Regions from separate parts of the Ovis aries genome. Here region 2 is linked to region 1. Evidence: chromatin contacts called from public Hi-C data. All regions are on one chromosome and are shown on one strand. The core of a region is the stretch at or near the end of the contact, and the rest is flanking DNA. Distances in the headings are between cores, read along the strand shown.

What was found. Hi-C and Micro-C count contacts between places; a contact is called where the count stands out from the background.
Region 2: a Hi-C map of liver shows a contact between it and region 1, with 4 times the contacts expected there. The contact joins two enhancer-like sites. A contact is called at or near these places in 5 of 16 Hi-C or Micro-C datasets (liver, omental adipose tissue, skin fibroblasts and 1 more).

Annotation. Positions count from the first base shown.
Region 1 is chr3:26,423,284-26,429,918 of ARS-UI_Ramb_v3.0, forward strand. No RefSeq gene overlaps it. Among named protein-coding and RNA genes, the nearest start is that of RDH14, 120 kb to the right of the region's middle. Within about 2 kb of position 2,263, at least 1 of the 54 cell types and tissues checked has an H3K27ac peak or open chromatin away from gene starts, as enhancers often do. A contact at or near this core is called in liver, where this site is marked.
Region 2 is chr3:26,504,305-26,511,343 of ARS-UI_Ramb_v3.0, forward strand. No RefSeq gene overlaps it. Among named protein-coding and RNA genes, the nearest start is that of RDH14, 39 kb to the right of the region's middle. Within about 2 kb of position 3,242, at least 2 of the 54 cell types and tissues checked have an H3K27ac peak or open chromatin away from gene starts, as enhancers often do. A contact at or near this core is called in liver, where this site is marked.

The DNA.
Region 1 (6,635 bases), core at 1,013-3,512:
GCACCAGCCCCAAGCATCCTATATCCTGCATCGAACCTAGACTGGCGATTCGGTAACCCTACATGTTTCAATGCCATTCTCCCAAATCATCCCACCCTCTCCCTCTCCCACAGAGTCTAAAAGTCTGTTCTATACATCTATGTATCTTTTGCTGTCTTGCATACAGGGTTATCATTACCATCTTTCTAAATTCCATATATATGTGTTAGTATACTGTATTGGTGTTTTTCTTTCTGGCTTACTTCACTCTGCATAATTGGCTCCAGTTTCATCCACCTCATTAGAACTGATTCTAATGTATTCTTTTTGGAAGACTCTTTTTACAAAAAAGGTCATATTGACAGGCTACAGGTGAGTATATATACTGGGGAGTCACCATTCCACTCTCTACAGAGTGGAATCAAGAGGTTGAAACCCAGACATCTAGACCAGGAGATGCTCCACATAGAATTACTGGTTCAACAGGCTTGCTGGTGCTTACTCGTCCCTGGCTCCAAGTCTAATGAGAATGCAGACTGCACTGATGAAACCCACATGGGTCTGTCCTACAGCTCCCGTGAACAATAGCAAAGCAGACAAAAATTGTTTTTTCCTCTCTCTATCAAGGGAATACAATCAATTGGGAAAAATGAAGATAGTTAAACAGAATATTTGGTTTAGGGAAGGGAATGCTAATAAAGTTACCCAGCACTGATTTTCAGAATTGAGTAGCTGATGGAGTTCAAACAATTCAATCCAGGGTTTACAGAGATCCATCCCATCAACTCCTTGGTATAATGTTTATTTTTAAAAAATATTACTTTAAGAAAAAAATTAGAAGATTTAATTGGAGGAAAACATTACATAAAAGTACACTTGGTGTGGCAAAAAAAAAAAAAAATCCACCACTAATGAATAATTGATGAAGTAATGAAAAATTTTCAGGTAGCACTGTAAAATCAATCTCAACAGCTCATCCTTAAATGCATATTCAAACTCTACCCATTCTTAGAGGTCCAGTTCAGACTCATTTCTTCTAGGAAACTCTTCTCAACCACTTGAACCCAGAGGTCACACAATTCTCATTCTCCCAAAAATATGTTACTATTTCCCAGCCAGTTCCTTCCCGTCCTCTCCTATCTCAGGACGTGGCACCACTACCTGATTCTCCATGGAGTTCTGCAGCTCCACTGCCTAATGTATCCAGACTCTGCCCAGGTCACTAGTAGCATTTATTCCAGAGCATCATGAATGTCTAGTCCTGAAGCATCGTGATACCCTCCGAATTCATCTCCCTTCTACCGTTTCCCTTCTACCATCCATTCTGTGCAGAGCAGGCATGTGATGTCTTGAAACATAAACTATGTTACTCTTGATCTCTCCAGTGGCTTTCTGTTACCCTCAAATAAAATTACCTCAAATACCCGCTGTCTACAATGTGGGAGGCCTGGTTTCAATCTCTGGGTTGGGAAGATCCCCTGGAGAAGGAAATGGCACCCCACTCCAGTACTCTTGCCTGGAAAATCCCATGGACGGAGGAGCCTGGTGGGCTACAGTCCACGGGGTTGCAAAGAGTTGGACACAACGGAGCGACTTCACTTTCAATTTCAACGCTTGTTTGTTCAGTTGTATCCGACTCTTTACTACCCCATGGACTATAGCCCACCAAGCTCCTCTGTCCACGGAATGTTCCAGGCAAGAATATAGGAGTGGGTTGCCATTTCCTTCTCCAGGGCATCTTTCCAACTCAAGGATCAAACCCAAGTCTCTTGTGTCTCCTAAATCGGCAGGCAGATTCTTTACCAATGTGCCCCCTGGGACACGCACCTTCACTTGCCCTCAATCAGACCTGTCTGCTCTAGTTTCTCCATCGCTGCGGAAGAATTAAAATCATCTTCAATTTGTTACTACTTATATGGTCTATCTCCTCCCACTAGAACAAAAATTTCACAAGAACCTTATCTGTGTTTCCCTCATTGAATCTCCATGTCTAGATCAGTCTTAACCATGCAGTAGACGCTCAGCAAATATTTGCTCAATGACTGAATAATGAATGCAAGGCTGTCTATTCTTCTCAATGCTTAATATAATAACTGGGCCCTTTAATAATGTAAACTCTATGAGAGAAGGCACCCATGTTCTTCATACACACCCTAACACAATTGTTAAGAAACATAAGTACATGTTTAGCTGCTTTGTCAAGGGGAAGAAGGAACGGTGTTCTAGGTTTTCTGCTGAATAACCTTTGGGTCTCGCATGTTTCAGAGACTCTGTCCCTGGTCTACTGACCTTTGCTGTTTATTCACAGAGATAAGGCAATTTTGTGTGAAGCGGGTCTGTATATCCCTCAATGAACTCAGACTGGGGCCCTATCTAAGACACCTAGTATAAGCAGGTCTCCCTCTCCCTCTGATTTCCTGGCTCCACTTCTAAGCCTCTTACATATCACAGAGAAATCCATCCAGTAGCTAACTCTCAAGCTCTTACCTAAAGAAATAAGGAGCGAGCCAACCAAAAAATGTGCTAGCCATGACTATTATTTGGAAGAGCATGATGTGCTTAAGTGAAAGATACCCTAGCAGAACGCTTCAACCTTGACTTTCTAGAAGCACTTGCCAATTTCCTCTAATGGCCATCATCGTTGCATTCGCATGGTACTTTTAGAAGTACTGTCTGCTTATGGCCAAAGGAGATCTTCTCTGTATCTCTTTTTGCCTTCAGTGCATCCCTGAAACTAACAAGATTTGTGAACGACGTACCTCAGGGGACTATGTTGAGGTAGCCTGGGTCAGACAGACTCCGCTCTCTGTGTGAAATAATCCTATCTGTGTGTGCTCGGGTTTTAAAGTTGACCCTCATTAATCATAGCTCCAGTTCCTTTAGACACTCCAGAGCTGATCCATCCATTTTTTTTCCCCTGGACAACCATCCATATAGACCCCCAAATAAGTTATTTATTCCTGAAATGACTTGATCTGGCATCACCCAGCCTTCTATAACCTCCTGTGTATGAAAGAGAGAAATGAATGACTTGGGCTACATCAAAGTGTTGTTTTACTTTCCATATAGTCATTAACTTTAAATGTTCCCAAACTAATAGTCCAAGACATTGTAAAGAGGTAATAAGTTCAAAGGAACAGAAAACATAAAGCAGAACTCCGGAGTCATTTGAAAGTATTTTCTCTAAATGTGTGCAAGCTTTCAAGGCTGCTAGGCAAAAAGAACCTGGATCGGCATTTTGGCTGGTGCTGAAAAGAAGTTTCCCCAAGTGGAGTGTGTAAGCGAGTTGCCAGGCCAACCTCTTTGAGAGCAGAAGCATGTCTTTAGAGGACCTGCTATTTCAGAGAAGGCTGCACTGAGCTGGCTCATTCTTCCTTCAATTAAAGGCCAATTTGTCTCTTTCTTTAAATCTCTCTTCCCTTGTTTGGATCCATGTGCTCCAGGTCACTTAGTTGGTCTACTGCTCGACAGAATAGGGTGTCTCTGTAAGAGAAAATTACCAAGGGATTAAGTTATATAAACTGAAGATCCAAGTTCCCGTTGTAAAACCTCTACTCACTGAGTTAAATAGAGTGTGGGGTAGAAGGTCAGAGCCCTATATGTTTCTCTGAAACATCAGAGCTAAAAAGTTGCTTTTTTCTTTTTCCCCCCAGCAGACACATGGAGAAAGCCATCATAGTCATGGAGTTTTCCATGAGCAGACTTGCCTAGCAAGCTGTTTGTGGAGACGAAGTACTTCTGCTATTCATCACACCTTCAGATTCTCCCAGCTTCCATCATACTGGACCACTGTGGATTTTGCATTCCATCTTCACATCCTGGACAGAGACTTAAAATCTAAAAAGGATGTAGATTACTTTTATTTCTAATAAAAACCGTGAAATAAAAGACAATTTTACTTGTTCTCCCTTCCTTTCCACATTTTCTTTCCTGCTGTGCAGACTTATTTTTGTATACTCAAAGTCACAAGAAGCCACATATGTCTTATGATACTTATTTTTTCACTTCACGTTTATGCCTTGGACATAAAATCCTGCTATGCAATTTTCAAAAGAATTATTTTAATGGCTACTGAAAATTTCATTGAATGCATACCCTAGGACTCACTTAACCATCTGTCTATTATTGGATATTGAAATTGTTTTCAAACATTTCAGTATTAATGCTCTCAGTAATAAACATTTTGAGCAAGAATAGTTTTCCTCTTTTATGGGCAATATGCCATTTGGATGGGATATTTATCATGGGATTATAGAGCTGCAGCATGTAGCATTTTTATGGCTCCTGATAGAGGTGGGTAAGATTCTTTATGGAACACTTTGTTCAGTTACAGTTTTTATCTGGCATTGTTCAGGCACCATTTCTCCATACCCTCACCCACGTTGGACCTGATAGAGAAGAAATTAGTAGGCATCCCAGAGATACCAAACTGTAGTAGACACTAACCAAAACCAAAAATTATGACAAGCTGAATTTAGTCAAACTATGCACAGATCCAACCTAATATGAATCCTGCTTTCATTCGGTTTCTATCATTTTCTTTCTTAACAATTCATTTTGAAATTTTGGGGGAAAAAAGGGTACTCAGGTTTCTGCCACCTGGATCATCATCATCATTATTTATTCATTTTAGTTTTATTACTAATAATCATTCATATTTTAGAGTATTATTATGCGATTACTGTTTTATACACATATTTTAAAAACAAAAGTAGAATCCAACAGAATATGTTATCTTCAGTATTCTACTTTGCACTAAATAATATATGAATAATACACTTATAATAAACAATTTTATCACAATATTAATGGCAGTGATTATTTAAATTTATCACATGAATATAACAAATCTCCTATGGTTTGCCATGTAAGTTTTTCAAACTTTTATCTGTTGCAATTAACGCTGCCATGATAGCCATCATTTTAGTGGAATATATCCTAGGACGAAACTGTGATAATAGCCTAAAGATCATTTTTAATATAGAATTTCTGGACTAAAGTGTACTCATTCATATTGTAAGGCCTGCGAGGAACATTTACAAATTGCCTTTCAGAAGTACTGTCTGGCAAAAGCCTAAAGGCGATGATTTATTTTCTAGACCTTCACAATTCAGCACAGCATCATTTTAAAAACAATCGTTTTATTTATTGATTGATTTTTTAAAATATAAATTTATTTATTTTCATTGGAGGTTAATTACTTTACAATATTGTATTGGTTTTGCCATACATCAACATGAATCCGCCACTGGTATACACGTGTTCCCCATCCTGGAAAAATAAAAATAAAAAAAATAAAAACAGTCATTTTAAGCTTGATGGACAAACATCATATTGCTTAACTTTCATTTGGATTTTTTATCATTTGTGAATTTATCCATCTGCTTTCTGATATTTACTTTAATGTGTATTTTGTGTGCGTATTCGTGTCCTTCACCTGTTTTTCTATTGCTAACTTTTCTCCTGTTTAAACTCAGTCTTCAGTTGTTAGGAGCATTGGGGTGTCCCACATAATGTGGGCACCTCGTACCTTGCGGCTTTATTCTGCCAGACTGCTCCTCTGTTTTACACATTGAATTAATCTTGGGCTTGTGAATGAGGAGTTAGGATATCTGAATTTATCCTGAGAAGTGTCACTACAGTACCCATGCAAGGGGCTATCAGGACACGAGACATGAAAATAAATTTATGTGAGATTAGAAATGGCGTTCAATGCCAGGGATTTAAGATTCGTTTTCCGTCCGCAGTAGGGAATCATTGAGAAGTTTTGAGTGGGAGAAAGACGAGATTAAAAAAAGGTTTCAGACAGTATCCAGCAGGTGGCGCCATTGTAACACGTCTTCTGCCTAAGGGCTTCTCCCAAGCAGCTTGAGTTTTGCAGGTAAAATCCACGTGAGAAAAGGTACCTTTTCCCAAACATTCAGACAAGATGGTCTAGATGACTCTAGTGGACTAGGCTGGGATGGCTTTTCCTAAAAACTCTTACAGAGCAGCTGTGCCCCTCCTTTTTTAACAATAATATTCATGCTTGCTTTCAGAGCCTGTTTTTTTGTTCATGTATATATATTTCATTCCTCCGGAGTTTTCGTTCTTGCTTTTGTGTGCATCAGGTTATTTCTTCAAATATCAAATGTTGTTTCCGACAAATTATTATCGGCCTTTTTAATGAAGACTAGAGTAGTAACTTTCAACTCTTGAGAAGTTGTGAAAGTATCAGTGCAGGAGGGGAGAACTATACTCTGAACAAGTCACTAAATTAGGGTCCATGACTTCATTCTCACCAGATAAATAGCAATATGTCCAAATGACTAGACATTCATTTCCTTCCATGAAATTCTTCATATCAATTAAATGGTGTGTGCATGCATGCTAAGTCACTTCAGCCCTATGGGACCCTATGGACTGTAGCCCGCCAGGCTCCTCTGTCCATGGGATTCTCCAGGCAAGAATACTGGAGTGGATTGCCATGCCCTCTTCCAGGGGATCTTCCTGACCCAGAGATTGAACCCACATCTCTTCATTCCTTCATTGACAGGAAGTTTATTTATGAGTAAAGCTACCTGAGAAGCTCCTGATTAAAAGGTAAGGACCGAATACTGAGTATTTGATATTTTGAGATAAATGAGAAAATTCAAGAATTTCTCTATGATTCTAAG
Region 2 (7,039 bases), core at 1,992-4,491, 82 kb after region 1:
TCAGCTGCAACCTCTTGCTGCCATAGTGGATGGTGAGAATGTGTGTGTATGTGTGTTTGTGTATGTGGATGTGATGGAGCTTGGCAGTCGGGATGCATGCTAGGTTGCTTCAGTTGTGTGTCTGACTCTTTGGGATCCCATGGATTGTAGCCCCCTCCATTCCTCTGTCCATAGGATTCTCCAGGCAAGAATACTGGAGTGAGTTGCCATTCCCTTCTCCAGGGGATCTTCCCAACCCAGGGATTGAACCCACATCTCCAGCATTGGCAGGCAGGCTCTTTACCACCCGGGATACCTGGGAAGCTGGGAAGGGCTTGGACCATCAGTGCATCTATGGCAGTGGGCAAGCAGGAGCAGAAGTAGCAACGATGAATAATCTCACACTCACGTGACTCTGCACTGGATCCCTCCAGGAGACGCCATGGTTTAAGCAGGGGCACTGCAGAGCCACTGAGAGTTAATATCTTCCCCAGGCCTAACCGTGTCTACCTCTGGGTGTTCAAGGGCAAATCTGTAGAAATAGTAAGTTTCTCAGAGCCAAAGGTATGCCTCTGTTTCAAAGGACCTCCCCAGGCCAATCCTGATGGGGCCAAGCAAAACACTCCCAAGAGTGGGATGCAACTGTGGCTGCCAGTTTGAGTCGTTTTTTAAGGGAAGGGAATCTGTTCCAAATTAGCTCCTAGGACAGTGTTTTACCCTTATTTCAAACAGTCTCTTTTCTTCCTTCTTTGCTCTCTGTTGTCATCCTCTTCTGCTTCTCTGTTATTTTATTTTTGATTGTTTTGTTTTTTAGTAAACAAGAGCCTGATTTCCTTTCTCATGTCTCTCCTAATCCTGAATGCATAATCACAGACTCAGGGGGAGACAGGAGCTGTCACTCTTTGAGGGGCTGGAGTGGGAAGAAAAGATGAAGCTGGAAATGATTTGCTTCGGGTGACTCTAAGTGTCAACATCTCTTGCATATTTTGATGCTTCGGAAACGATAACCAAACTCTTCTTGAATTTACTTTTGGACCTTCCACTTTGAAGAGATAGCTGCTGACAATAGGGTCTGGAATCCTGGGACCTCAGAGAACTCCTCAGACCCTGGACTTTTATCATTTCCTGGAAGAAGGGGAGAGAATCTTTCCCGTGGCTTCCCCTACAGAGGTGGCCAAAGATAAACACTAACCCAACACAACTGCACCCAACTGTGCAGATGGCAGGTCAGAACGTCATCTGAGACTTCACACCCCGACCATGGAGAAAACGACTCTGGTTCGTGCCAAAGGCAGACCCGTCTCGCTCTGTGGAAGTAGCACTAGTGAAGCGTAAACACACCTCCTTCTCCCAGATGCTCAGGGCTCTGTTTACAGATTAAATCTCAGGATGTATATATTTGATGTTCTTATTCCAGGATATTAATGGCAAAATGAACTTGTCAGGTGATGGCTCCGTCACATTAATGTCTGATGGACGGTTCAGATGTGAAAGGTGCATGGGGCGTGCTGAGGGCTCTGCGTGTGCTGGTCGGAGGCTGCAAGGCTGGAATGCGATTTTGTTTAGAGTGAACCCAAATGGAGTCGATTTAACCCTGCAGGAGTGGAGTCATCTGAAATACCACAGTCCCCAAAGGCAGGGTCTTGGTAAATAGAATAAAATGTGCAAAATATTTACCTTGTGATTAGCAATCTGCCTAATGCAGTCTGGCAGCATTTTTAGGAAGCTTTGTGGGTTTTAACCATTAATTCTAAATTTATGGCCGGTTCAGAGTTCAACTAGTGATGGGGCTCTGCAGGTTTCTAAAGCCAGTTTAAATCTTCCAGAGGTACCTGGGTCATCTCCTGCCTAGAGAGATCTGAAGAGCATTCTCTCAGAAGACAAGGGACATGCCCAGGCTAACGGGCACTCTCTTGGGTTTATGCTGCATTAGTGAACAGAGGTTCAGGTTCTGGGGGTTGGGTATAGTCTGGTTGGGAGGCGAGTCTAACCCACCAGGAAACAAATGCAGAACCAGATGGACCTGTTAGACCTAATGCCCAGCAATATGGTAGAGGATCTAGCCAGACTTTGAGGGATCCACTAAGATCTGCCAACATGCTTCTCCAACATAGGGTGAATTGGCAGCTGCAAGATATGAATTAGGGGCTTCCCTGAGGGTCCAGTGATGAAGACTCGGTCTTTTAATGCACTGGGGTGGGTTTAATCCCTGGTTGGGAAGCTAAGATCACATATTCCTTGTAGCCAAAAAACAAAAACAAAAGGCCCATAAAACAGAAGCAATATTGCAACAAATTCAATAAAGACTTTAAAAAAGTCATCGAAAAGATCTTAAAAAGAAAGAGGGTATGAGTTAGAAGCAACCCAAATTGAGAGCAGAGCAAGCGCCATCTTACAGCATGTAAAAGCATTTGGTGTCTCTTCACATTATCTCGAGTTAGTGTGGTGACGGGAGTGACAGGAGAAGGAGGGTGAGAGGTACTGGATTCTCTTTTCCCTCCCCACCTGTATCTGCCAGGAAGTGTCCTCTCTTTTCCCCTTCAGCCTCGTCCTGCGTTCTACCCACAGCCCTTCAGAGATGATGGGAAGCTGCCCGCTAAGAAAAGAATACCAGCCCTGGGGTTGCTATTGCAACCTCTTGCTCCCTGATTCATATTTGTCATTGTCCTTGTCGATTAGTCCCTAAGTTGTGTCCAACTCTTTTGAGACCCCATGGACTCTAGCCTACCAGGTTCCTCTGTCCATGGAATTGCCTTAGCTACCTGGTTCACAGTTACCCACCAAGAAACCTCATTTTCTGCTGCCTTTGTGAGGTCATGGGGAAACCCTCGTGTCTCACAGAGGACCCTACAGGTCTAAAAGTCAACCAAGCCAGAGCCCTAAAATTGATGGTAAAGAACAATTCTTACTGAAAGGCTTATTTTAAGTTAAAACAATTATTATAAAAACCAAGTTTAATTTTTCCTGGATCTTGCTTTGTAATAACTAGTTGAAAGCCAACATCAGAGGCAGGTGAACATTTTAGTTATTTCCAGAATATTTAACTAACTACAGAATTGATTTAAAAGGCAGGGACACCTTTTTCTTTTTTTTTCCTGAGAGTAAGTCCCTTTGTCTCATGGACATAAAAGAAAATAACAGAAAAACATTTCAGCTCTTTAAAAACCCTGTAAAAGCCAGTCAGAACAGAGGCACTTGTTTCCCACACTTTTTCAAAGCAATCAATCCAGTGGCCCCATGTGCCAAACTCCCTGTCAGGTACGGAGGACACAGAGGTGACTCAGATGTGGCTGTTGCCCTCTGTAACCACCTTGCTCTTCAAGAGGCTGTGGCTGAGGAGTGCTCTCTGTGGGAATCTCCTTTGTAGGATGAAGGGTCTCCCAAGAAACACGATCTGGCATCTTCCACCCTTGCTCGCTCATGACTCATATTAAAAATGTCTAGGCTGAAGTGAGTTTGTGAGAAAAAAAAAAAAAGAAGAAGAAAAATGAGAAGTAAATACATTTGACAATAAATTTGAGATCATAAACCTTGGGATTCTTTTTATAATACCACGTACTTCAAAATCAGGCAGTATTTTTCATTCGACATGGATTTAAAGGTAGCTCAAAGAAAACACAGGATTAACTGTAAGTAGTGGGATAGTGAGTGTGAGCCAAGCCTCCAAATAAACACATCAGAGGCTCGGTCTAAAAAAAGGCAGAACACAAATAACCTCTTCTTGATGTGCCTACAGTTTCGTTTAACTGTTCCCAGGTCAAGGACTAATTTGCCAAAAAAAAAAAAAAAAGGTTAACTCCAGTGCAGCAAGGCAGCGAGTGCTTCAGGAGGCAAGCTTTGTGCATGTGGCTTGTCGATGCTGGGCTACTCGAGGCCCTGCTGGTGGAACGGCTCTCAGACAAGCGTGTCTGAAAAGCCTTTGGTGAAAGTGAATGAACGTCACTGCCGGCAGAAGTTGGAGAGCACGGGCCTTTGCAAACATGGCATTGGCGTATACCCACATCTTGATGTCTCCTTAGCCTACACACATTTGTTTGGAGAGGATGTGGGACCTTGGGCAGCCTACTTCCCTTCCTGGGCTTGGTGTCCTCCCTGTGAAACAAGGAGCTTGAATGAGCCTCCCTTTCAAAGCCCTCTCTCCCCAGGGGCTCCACGGAGGAAGGCTGGCCTCTCACCCCAGGAGCTTCCAACTGAAGGAGAACGGTCAAGTAGCCAAAGTCCTTGGAGCTCAGCTGCAGGGCAGTTTCCACTAGCACTCATCTTTCAGAGCCCTGGGACCAAAGGATGTGCAGAGCATGATAACATTTGCAGGCAGAGACTGAAGGGCTCCCTTCAGGTCACGTGACTTCTCAATTTTTACACTTCATCATCTGCTGTCCCACCTGTCTTCACTCAGTGAGTCTCCGTGTTGTCGTGCATGTCGAAGTTACATGGGGACGCTGTTAAATGTGTAGCTCTTTGAGCCTTCCTTGCTCCCAAGGATTCTCATTCAACAGGTCTAGGCTGTGGCCAGGAAATGGCACGCTTAACAGTTACGCCCCCGGATCTGCCTTGTGCTTTGAGCACCACTGTTCTGATTGCTCTGAATTTGGGGTTCACCTTCTGTTCAGGCCAGGACCCCATCTGGCCTTGCAGCATAACAGGGAGCAAAGCGAAAGGAACCTGCCAGGTATTCAACCAAAATTCAAGGAGGAACTGAATCAATGTGTAAAGAAAGCACGCATCAGAGGAAACGTCATCATCACCCTGAACTACCAAACAAAGCCATGCAGAGCTTTCCAGGTGATGCTTGAGGAGCCAGCATGAGTGGAGAGGAGTGCAGGGCAGACTCCAAAGGTGGGTCCCCATCGGGCCACCAGAAACAGTAGGCTGCTGGCAAACGAGGCTGCTTCTTCGGCAAACACTTCTGTCCAGAGGGAGTCCCTAAGCCCTTGCTGTATTTTAAGCTGCGACCCTCAAAATGTCAAAAGTGAGATTAAAGTGTAAATGATTGTCAATTCATTTCTGTCCTCCTGGTCCTGGGCTGAGTGTTACAGGCCTTCTGGGGACGCAGGGCAGCAGGGGAGGGGAGGGGCTGGGGACGGTCTTAAAATGTAACCGAATAGAATGAGCTCCACTCTGTCTTGGGGGGATAAAGCAGTTCACAGGCTGCTACTTTTTGTGACATAGCTTTTATGGGGGGAGAGCCAGAATATTAAGCTCATTGCTTCCAGATGGGAAGGTTGGACAAGACAGAGGAGCCTTGGCTCTGAAAGCCTGGACGCCGGGGTGCGATAGGGATGTGACATATTGAAGTAATCGAGATAGAAGATCTGGCTTTAGCCAAGGCTGTCAGATAGATACTTTTTAAAACATTACATTGTTTGTAACAAGGTATTGTGTATCCTCCCAGAAACCCTGCTGCCTGGGTCTCTGGGAAGGCAGTGAGGGGAAAAGTGTGCTTATTTTGCTTGAGTTACTAAAGCTCCTTTTATATATGAGGAATTTGGCATCTCCTGGCTGGGAGCGGCTGAGCCAACAGTCCGATGCACTTGTAATGTAGATCATGCTAGTGACTCGCTAAGTAAGTCCAGGTGCTTGCATAAGAGGCAGGGTCCTAAGCACTCCCTTCTTTGAGCCCTGAAGCAATCATGGCCCAGCGCCTCAAATGAGCCTCAAATCTGTTTAATAAATCATCTGTCTATTTATAGAGTTAATTCCAGGGAGAAATGATTCAGGCTGTCTAGTGGAATCTCTTCCACCAGAGGGCGCCAATGCCCACCTCATTCATTCTGGGCTGCTCTTGTACCAGAAATTTCAGCTCCCATGGAAGCCCATTGTCTGGGTTTTTCCTGCTCATGTAACCTCTGGGACCCTGGATTCTTGCATATGGACCAACGCTCGGTGGGGATGGGGAATAAAAATCCAGACTTCTTTGGAGGGTCATGTCCAGTGTCCACAGCGAAGAGTTTTTGTTAAGGGGGCTTCCCTAGTGACTCAGGTGGTAAAGAATCTGCCTGCAATGAGGGAGACCTGTGTTCGATCCCTGGGTTGGGAAGATCCTCTGGAGGAGGGCATGACAGCTCACTCCAGTATTCTTGCCTGGAGAAATCCCCATGGATAGAGTTGCCTGGTGGGCTGCAGGCCATGGGGTTGCAAAGAGTCAGACACAGCTGAGCGACCTTGTACACACACACAGGGGCAAGGGAGAGAAGGTCCAGCTGTATTTGGGAATCTCCAGTTTGCAGCGCGCTGCTGGTTTACTTGTAATTCTGTCAGGGACAGCTCCTTTCCTGGTGAACTTCACACCTGAAAACAGGTTGGGACATCCCTATGGACCCCCTGTATCTGCTTCGCTTTTTAAAGGCTGGTAACTGTTAGGCTCGTATTTTGATTAAAATTTTGTGTTAACGTCTCCCCCTTTTCAATGTAATTCCAGGATATTTAATTTCAACCAATCGTCTGAGGGGAGGAGGGGGGAGGTCCTTGATGGGAAACAGCACACTGGGAAAGCCAGCCAAGAAAGACAGGAGAGCAGTTTGGGGCTGCAGAGATGTGACAACTGAAATCTCTTTTGTTCTCCCAGGCAGGCTCTGAAACCAAAGCCCTGCAAAGACAGGCGATCTACCTCTGAGCTTGGGATCACGATGACCGATTGTCCAGGCCAGTCTTCCTGCCGCCTTGTGGGAAGCTCCTTGAAAGTGTCTCGGCCTCAATCACCTGGTTGGACTCTGGGAAGAGGAACCCCCTACCTTTCGACACTGGCCATGGGAATATGGAGAGAAAAATAGGAGGTCTTCAGAAAAACCAGTCTCTGGAGACTGTGGTGGACAATGATTTTAATGTCCCAGCCTCGAAAGAACTCAAACTTCAGATGACTGAGATGGATAAAGGGACTGTAGTCTAACAGTTATCTGGGCTTTCCAGGTGGCTTATTGGTGAAGAATCTGCCTGCCAGCGCAGGAGATGTGGGTTCAAACTGAGGGTGAGGGAGATCCCCTGGAGGAGGAAATGGCAACTCACTCCAGTATTCTTTCCTGAAAAATCCCATAGACGGGAGAGCCTAGTGGGCTATAGTCCA